Linked DNA regions of Sus scrofa: region 2 is linked to region 1. A link is a contact called in public HiChIP or PLAC-seq data. All regions are on one chromosome and are shown on one strand. Each heading gives the region's core, a stretch centred on a gene start, on an enhancer-like site or on the middle of the called end of the contact. The rest is flanking DNA. Distances are from core to core; before and after follow the strand shown.

Evidence for each region. HiChIP or PLAC-seq counts read pairs in DNA pulled down with a chosen protein or histone mark.
Region 2: a contact with region 1 is called in an H3K27ac HiChIP or PLAC-seq map of alveolar macrophages. The contact joins the promoter of ERBIN here to the enhancer-like site in region 1. A contact is called at or near these places in 1 of 5 promoter capture datasets (liver), 5 of 47 Hi-C or Micro-C datasets (embryonic fibroblasts, fetal skeletal muscle, heart right ventricle and 2 more) and 2 of 2 datasets of contacts at active chromatin or transcription factors (alveolar macrophages and skeletal muscle).

What each region holds. Positions count from the first base shown.
Region 1 is chr16:44,325,710-44,330,235 of Sscrofa11.1, forward strand. The region is part of intron 12 of NLN (neurolysin); the gene reads left to right. Among named protein-coding and RNA genes, the nearest start is that of ERBIN, 87 kb to the right of the region's middle. Within about 2 kb of position 2,357, at least 16 of the 83 cell types and tissues checked have an H3K27ac peak or open chromatin away from gene starts, as enhancers often do. A contact at or near this core is called in alveolar macrophages and liver, where this site is marked.
Region 2 is chr16:44,413,038-44,417,563 of Sscrofa11.1, forward strand. It overlaps ERBIN (erbin), which reads left to right and starts at 2,069. Exons shown (of 24, transcript XM_021076809.1): 1 at 2,069-3,089.

The sequences.
Region 1 (4,526 bases), core at 1,107-3,606:
TAACAATTCTGTTTTACAAAAACTTAGGTCATTATTATAGCTATGTTGTGATGAAGGGAAAGAATTTTTATGGTATAAAGAAATACTGAATTTGATCTGAAGTCATGGGAACCAGAGTAGTCACCATATTTCATGCAGACCTTGTCTCAAGGCCCCTCACCCTTCCTCGTATGTAACTGGAGCATTTTGAGACGACAGTAGGATGTCCCTTCAAGGAGCCCATGCCTGTTGTTCTTAAACCCCCAGTTCTAGAGAGGCTGGGGGGCTGAAAGGTCACATATTGTTGACGTCATTGGTCATGGTCATTGGTATCAACAAAAGAACATCTCCAGGCCTTCCCCTGTAACTTCTTCCCATCCTGCCAAACCCAGGGTCTGGTTAAGAACCATTTCAGATCTTAACAAGCAGAACTGTAGAAAGTGGGCTACTCGCTAGGAAAACGCTAATAGGAAGGGGCAAATATAAACCTGCAATCTTCTGAATACCAAATGTTAGCAGTAGAGTATTTTACAATACAGTCATTTTTATTGTTTTGATGGTCTCTATCAAAGTGTTAGAACTGGCCACTTACCTATAATAGCCTAAAAGTTTGCTACCTCTGGTTTTACCTACAATTTTCTATATTCTTCGTAGTAAATAGATTCAACATCTTAACTGTTTAAAGCTATGTTAAATAATATCTAAAGCCTTCATTTATAGTAAACATGGAGATGTTGTTTCATTATCAGACATACCTTGTAATTTTTCCAGCTCATCTCTTCCATAACTATAGAAGGGAACAGTTTGAGAGTATAGCACTTTTCCAGCAATCTCTAGAAGCTCTTTCAGGATCACTTTAAGGTTCCCAAATATAGTTTCAAAATCCAGCAGCTAATCGTAGGGTTCAACGAATGAGGGCATTTTAACTAGGGCCATTTCTTTTTATAAGGCAGCTTCATTGTGGGAAAATTTCCTAAGAGGTAATAGACATTGTGGATTCAAAGGCAATTATATTGTTAAGCTAGAATTATGTTCCTCCCCTTCTGCATTTAGAGTAATTGCCAAGCTTTGTTTTTTTCCATCAGTGAAGAAGAAATACAACCAAGTATCACATGCAGAAAGGAGTACTGAGAAAATCAAGATGGTTAAGTGTAACCAGCCACAGGGCCATAAGGAAGCAGCCAAATCTTCCATGCAATAACAGACGCAGAAACATATAAAGAGTCTTGGTTAAACATGACAAAGAGTTACCTGTCAGAATGTGTATCATAAAGCTAAGTATTCCAGGGCTCTTCAAACAGAATCCTAGGCCCAGTTCCTGCTGTAATGTGTTGCTAAGAGAGAATATGAAATTTCCTCTCCTGATAGATTAAATTCAAGTGGATTACAAATGGGATTAAATTCTGCATCAGCTCCCCTGATCTACCATCCCAAAGCGATTTTTCTTACACGTCAACCTTTTCTAACAGTCTTAAATGTTGCCTGATATGAAGGACAAAGGAAGGAAATGGGATTGATTTCTAACCTACTCCTTGAATATTTACAACACCAGACCTTCTAAACCTTGAATCCCAACCAGCTGGAAGCAGTGTTTTGTTTTGTTTTGTTTTGTTTTTCCTTTTGTGTTCCTACAGCCTTTCTTTGTGTTTCTCTTGGAGCCTAATAGTCTGCCTTGTTCATTGTCCATTTCTTTATCTCACCTCCTAGACCATAAGGTCTTTTTAATAGGAACAGTTTTATTCATCCTTGTGTTCGTCCTCTGCATCAAAACTGTTGTATTGCACTATCACTGGGCCTAACTGGCAGTGCTTCCACTCATCTGTCCCCCTAATCCACACTGCTACCCAGGGCACCTTTTTTTCCTCCGAATCTCCTCCCTCCCCATAAATAAAGATTCGTTTGGAGTTCTCTTGTGGCACAGTGGGTTAAAGATCCTGCATTGTCACTGCAGTGGCTCTGATCCCTGGCCCAGGAACTTCTACATGCCACTGGTGTGGCCCAAAAGGAGAAAAAAAAAAAAGATTTGTTCCTCCATCCTCACAAATTGAAACTCCGCTTAAGGTTTCCAGAAAACTGCTTCCAGTCAAGGGAAGGTTCCTATCACTGTTCTTTATTTCCACCTCCCTGACTGCCAACGCCAATCTCGACTCTCTCCCTCCTCCCTGCTTGTTGTCAAAGGTATTCTTTTTCCACCCACAAGCTCTCCACCCTCACTCATAGAAAACAAAGTACATGCTGTTGGGAAGGAGTTTACAAATGAGCTATGCAAGTAAAGATTCCAAAGTCCACTTTTAAATCGGGCTGGTGAGCCTGTTAAGTCCCTGGTGGCTATCACCTGCCACAGGGCGGGTGCCCTCTGCCCTGATGCCTCTTACCCAGTATAGGAGACCTGGCTCCATTCCCCAGTGTCTGTCACAAGGGGGCAGGAAGGAGGAAGGGAGGATTGGAAGGCTGTGGGCGCATGCATGTGCTGCTTCAGATAGCAGGAGACCCGCTCTGTTTCCCATTTATGTGTTCTCATTCCTGGTAGACAGTGGGCATCCCTCATTCAGATCATTATAATTGCTCTTAAAATATTACCTTAGATAAAGGGTATATGTTCTTGCATAAAACGAGTGCTTCGTCTCTCCTATTTAGTATTCTTATGAATTATATATCCCATTTTATATTATCAGTGGAGATCAAGTCTCTTGTCCTTTCTCCAGCTTTATTAGGAGGCGGGACTAATTTTGAGGAAATGCTGAAACAAGAATGCATTTATGGCCCTGACTGTACCCGAGTAACTGAACTTACAGTGTAGGGAGAAGAGAAGTGAAAGGAGGGATGGGCGATTACTAAGGTTTATTACATAACCACCCTATGGCAAGAATGATCCTAAGCAGGATCTAACCTACTAAAATTATCTCCTCTCATTCCTCATAAACTGAGGGAGGTAGGCATATTCCCATTTTACAGGTAAGGAAACCAAAGCCCAAGGCCACATAACTGAGGATGAAGCCAAGATTCATGAAGTCTGACTCCAAACTCCTGATCTTGCTTTAGAAAAAAATCCCTGTTAGAAAGGACTTGCACAGTTGCCAAAAGATACATGTTAATCTTCCAGGAATAAAAACCACAGAGGTGACCGATGCTGATTTTCCTTCCCTAAATAGCTGATAGAAGCTCTCACTCTATGCAGATCCTCTTGAAGGATTTTTTTAGCATGAAAATTTTAGTGGTTGTCTTAGAGCTTCTCTTTCTGTTTTGCTCACATTTAAGGTTCCTTTATTATATAAACAAAGTAAAACAGCTCACGGCAAAGACTCCTTCCACCAGTGGCCTGTGTCTCCTAGACCACGTTCTCTCACTCAGAGAACCCTGTACCATCCTAAAATAAAAAGTCACTGAGCTTTTTCCCTTTTTTTTTTTTTTTTAAGAAAAGCAAGATCCTATTACCAAAATGACTCTTAAACTCTTCTCCAAAACTTCATTGCAAAGGAAATGAAACTATTAAAAGACCATTGCTCTGTAATTCAGGAAATTGAATCAGCTTGTTTGGAGCTATAAGCAAGGAAGGACTTGAGCTGCCCTGAGCCACATATTATGAGACTCAACGGGGCTCTGCTTTCCAGTGACTTTTTCATCAGAGAAGGCAGGAGCTGGCTCTTCACAACACCAGCTCCTCCTGTGTTTGCTCTGCGTTTCTACCTATAATTACAGTTCTCTGTACAAAACAAAGATACTCTGGCAGATGTCAGCATTGTGTTGATTTTTTTTTTTACTTTATTTAAATTTTCATTACTGTGCCTATAATATTTGTGCAACAAAGTATGTCTTTTTAATGACTAAAAGATTCTTGGATCTTGAGCATTAAGAATTTGTGCAGGTAAATATTAATAATTGAGGTTGCATGATAGGTGCCAGAGGGTTCCCTATACTGTTGTCTCTGCTATTAGTACATATATTCAAAATGTTTTCATAATAGATGGCTTACAATGTTTTCATCATTCAGATCAATTCACTTTTTTTTTTTTTTTGCTTTTTAGGGCCACACCCATAGCATATGGAGGTTCCCAGGCTAGGGGTCGAATCAGAGCTGCAGCTGCTGGCTTGTGCCACAGCCACAGCAACACTGGATCTGAGCCACGTCTGCGACTTACATCACAGCTCACGGCAACACTAGATCTTTAACCCACTGAACCAAGCCAGGGATCCAACCCGCAGGGATGATAGTCAGGTTCATTAACTGCTGACCTATAAAGGGAACGCCCAATTCACATTTTCTAAGTTCTTTCTAGACTGCTTCACCCGAAGGAACAGCCCTTTCTTGCCCCACTCACCAGTTTAACACTGGTTGAATTTAGACACATTGGGCCGTGAAATAGATGGAAGGGGGTGAAGGTAAGCCGTCTTGGGCTCAAGAGTTCTGATCTTGAACTCTTGAACTTCTTAGAATCAGAGAGTCTATGATGAGAATAGCTATCACCTATATTTTAGGTTCTAGATCACTATTTTGAGAGTATAGAATTGCTGCATACCAAGCAAGAAATGACACGTCATTTTTTTCT
Region 2 (4,526 bases), core at 819-3,318, 87 kb after region 1:
TAGGTTTACTTGAATCTACGATGCCACATTTAAAGAGGTCTTGAATCAACCGGAGACCAAATGCACCTTTAGAATCCCAGTATCCAACTGGTCAGGCTGGTGCGGAAGACTCTCCATCCTGGGATGCTTTAACAGGGTGACATTTTCAATTGAGAGCTACACCACGAGTTTGCTCAGACTCAAACCAGCTTTTGAAAGTGGAGTAAGAAATCTTTTTGCGATGGTTAAGAATAGGTTATACAATATGCTAATTTTTATATAATGGCCAAGATTCATATTCACATAAATAACTAGCTTGGCATTACTAGTATACCTGGCTGGTGTTTCTTTTCCTAACTTTCAGTTTAATGCTTTTACTTCCGATGCAGCACTGAATAAGCCTGAACATTTTGGTACCATCTGTGAACCTTCAACTTCTTCTGTAGGCTAAAGAACGGTGTTAATTCTAGCAGTTCTGAAGTGGCTGAAAGTTTCCACCTCGAGCAGAATATCTTAAATATCTGCAGTTATTTCAAATGTTTGTCACCAGTGTACGACTCACTTTGGTAAATAATTCTTTGATGTACTTTATCAACTCCTTCATTTGGTTGCAAGCCAAAAATCATCTGTAGGGCATACAGCTCTTTACTCAAAGTTGGTAATAAATAATTATCTCTGGAACACAGACGGAAGAACTGAAGCAATGACTTCAGGGGCACAGAGAGTAATTACCAGCATTGTACATGGTTAAGCATGGCAGAGCCTGGGGGCGGGGAATGGTTTGTTTCGTATCTATTGCGTTCTTTCTCCGGGTAAAACAAGGCCGGCTTGTCTGTTAACATGTTTAAAGCAGGAACTGCAAAAACTGTGCAATGTTGTGGTTGAGGCGTTTTATGCCATATGTGTTGACAGAATGCCTAAGCAGCTCTCTTCTCCGCAATAAACGCAAACCCTGCCAGGCTGAATCATTAGGGCCAGTGTAATTCAACAACTGCACCATCTAAACCGCTGGGGTTGAAAGCCTACGTTGCGTTCAGAGGGTATCCAATGTTGCCTCTAACAAAGACACTATCTTGAGGCAATTTCGCGGGCCATTTTCCCCCTCTCAGCGCCAGCTTTGTCTCAGCTGGTGAGGCTGAGACTTGGAGGAACCCCAGCTGCGTTTCTGCGAGAGCAAGCTCGGAGCAAAGGCCGGCGTGGGAAGCTCCGCCGTGCTACCGCAGTGGTTTCTTGCAAACTGAGCGTGCCATTAGAGGAAGTTGGAGTGCTGCAGTTGAAAGAGATACCTGCAGGCTTAAAATCGGGGTTGGACTTGAACCCTTCGCACCGATCACTGCTGTACAAAGAAACTCAATTGGCAGGAGTGGAGGAGGCCTAGGGACTCTCTTTCTTTTTTTTTTTTTTTTTTTTTTTTTTTTTTTTTTTTTTTTTTTGTCTTTGTCTTTTTGTTGTTGTTGTTGCTATTTCTTGGGCCGCTCCGCGGCATATGGAGGTTCCAGGCTAGGGTTGAATCGGAGCTGTAGCCACCGGCCTACGCCAGAGCCACAGCAACGCGGGATCCGAGCCGCGTCTGCAACCTACACCACAGCTCACGGCAACGCCGGATCGTTAACCCACTGAGCAAGGCAGGGACCGAACCCGCAACCTCATGGTTCCTAGTCGGATTCGTTAACCACTGCGCCACGACGGAAACTCCAAGGACTCTCTTCTTCCAGGCTGGGCGCAGGGCAGCCGGGATCGACTTCGCCCGCATCCCCACCTTGGGCGGCTGGGGAGCAGCACGCAGGCCTCCCGGGCCTGGGCCAGAGCTGGCCTCACGCCGGACCTAGCTCGCGAACCCCCGGCCGCCGGCCCCGCCTCCCGGGCCCCCAAGACTATCACCCCCCGCTGCCGCCGCCGCCCCCCGCCGCCACCGACGTCGGCCCGCACCGCCCCCGCGCGCGGTGACTGGCTCGCGCCGGCCTCCAGCCCGGCTGTTGGAGGTTGGGGCGAAGCGGGCGGGAGGCCGCCCCGCCCCCGCCGCGGAGCCGCCGCCGCGCGCAGCCTCTTCCCCCCTCGCCGCCGGGGCGGTGGCGCTGTTGCCTCCGCGGCCTGTGAGGCAGTAACTCCCCTCCGCCCCAGCCCCCTTCCTCCTCCTTTCTCTCCGCTCCCTCCCTCCCCTCCCCTCCCCTCCCCTCCCCGCCCCTCGCAGTCTCTCGCTCGAGTGAATGTGGCGCGGCGGCGCGGGACGCAGTCTCGGCCCCTGCCGCGGCCCCGCGAGCTTGTGAGGAGACGAAGCCGCCGCCTGCCCCCACCCCCTGCGCTTCCCGGGGGAGCCACCGCCGCCAGGGAAGAAGAACGAGGAGGGGAGCGAGGGGACGGTGGCGGGAAAACAGGAGGGGGAGGAGAAGAGGGCTCGAGGGCAGGGAAGGAAGGCGGGGAGGGACGTACGGAAGGACGGACAGCCCGACGGCCGGCCGGGGGAGGGGGCCGCCATCGAGCCTGCCCGGCCCCTCGGCTCGGGCTCCGGGCGGCCGCGGCTGCGGCCGCGCGGGCGAAGGGCGCGGCAGGCGCTACCGAGACAATAACCCCGCCGCCCGGCTCCGGGGGTGGCGGCGAGGAGGCGGCGGCGGCCTAGCGCGGCAGAGGCTCTCCCAGCGCCCCGGTGGCATCTTTGCCCCCGCGGGCCAGGTTCGCCTGCCGTCGGATATCGGGGCGCGCGGGTCGCCCGGAGTCCCAGGCTCTCGGCTGACGCCCCCTGCCCTCCCCCGCCCGACGCGCGTGGAGCTGGTTTTCCGGGTTCCCCTGGACCGAGCTGGATCCTGCTGCTCGCCAAGGCAGGAAGTGAGTTTCGCACGGTAATTCCGGGCGGTGTCACGAGTGAAAAGTTTTTTTTTCGACGGAGATCCTAGTTGGGGCTGGGAAACTCCTGCAAAACTCGAGACCAGGAAGCCAGCCCGCTTCCCAACCCCCACCGGAGCCACCTACTCTTCCTACTGCGGGAGGCCACTCCACATCCGCTCTCACCGGAGAGAGAAATTCGGCTGGATCCGAAGTGACTAATGAAGGGGAGGAAATCATGTCAGGCGAAGCCTTGAAAAAGCTGTCCTGAGACACTGCCCGACCGAAAGGTAATTTTCACCCAAAGTGTCTGCGAGTCACAAAGCTCCCCGGCCAGGAAAGAGAGGAAACTTTAGTGTTTTCCACTTTTTCTCAAGTTGCCCTAAATTCTCCCTCTCTCCTGTCGGACGGGGTAGTGATTTAGGTGCAAAGCAGTAGAACTGATTTTATTCTCCTTTCTACCATCTGGACCCTGGTCATTTTAGAAGAGGTTGTAAGAATGCGGTGGGACGAAAAGTTTTAAGCAATTCCGAGGAAAGAATGCCTTTGTTCAGCAGAAGGTCCAGAAATCTTAGTTTCCCGGAACATATACAATGTATGTTTTTGATTTATTAAGTTGCTGAACCTGACAACTTTTGTTTTGGATGAAAGTTAGGTCACTGCGGCGAGCAATCGGCTGCTGTTGAGATGGCTGCCACAGTATTTGTTTATACTGTTACCGATTATTTTGCTTTTGCATTTAAATGTATATGGAGTTATTTAGTTCCAACTCTTATGACTGTGTTTCATTGGGTTTTATAAACAAAAAACTCTTTGCCGTTCTTAGTCGTTTTTTCAGGTGGGTAATATATATGTCTTCAGTAACTTGTTCTTTTCGGACATTTATAACTTTATAATACTTGTTTGGTGTTGTCTACAAGCTACTGTCTACAAGATTTTTCTTGTAACTGACCTAGTAGGGAGAAAAAGTGTTACGGCTAAAGAGTGATGATTAAAAAGCAAACATGAATGCCTGTAAGTGGTTTGATTTGTTAGGACTTCTGTGCAATTCGGAACTGAATGTATAGGAAAGGAAGTAAAACGCTTAAAACAGTGTTCATGGGCATCACAGTGATTGTGATAAATAGCTGTGCTTTTTGGTTAGCACATTATTTACATTTTTTTGTTGTTGTTGGCCCAAATGTTTTGACCGGGTCTGCCACCTAATAAGTGATGAGTATCTGCTGTGGGGGCAGGGATTAAGTGAAGCACGGTGACATTCCACCAGTCAGTTATAAATATAAACACTTCTGAACCAGTCGGTAGTCTTTATAGATCAAACTAGTTTTGGTTGCTGCAGACACAGACGGTTTCTTCTGTGGTGTTTTTAATGAGTGTCTTTTTAAGTTTGGTTCCCCCCCCCCCGTGCTTTTTTGGTAAAGGGAGGTAAAAGATAAACTCTGCTCTTGAATAAATGTCAAATAAACGTGGTATTTTGTTTGTAGATATATCTTAAATGTAAATTAATATTTATTTGCCCTTGCCACCACAAGAAAAATGGTTGGCTTTCTTTAGTTCCAAAAAGAGACAAGGTAGGTTTTAAACAGTAGGTTCAAATAATTTCACAACTTTTTCTTTGTTACTTCAAATTAAGTATGTTTCAAAAAGGGGGTCTTTTAACTATTACTATATATTGTTTTGATTTTTTTTTTTCTTGGAGCTTAGTCTCTGGAGCTCCTTTTTAAAAA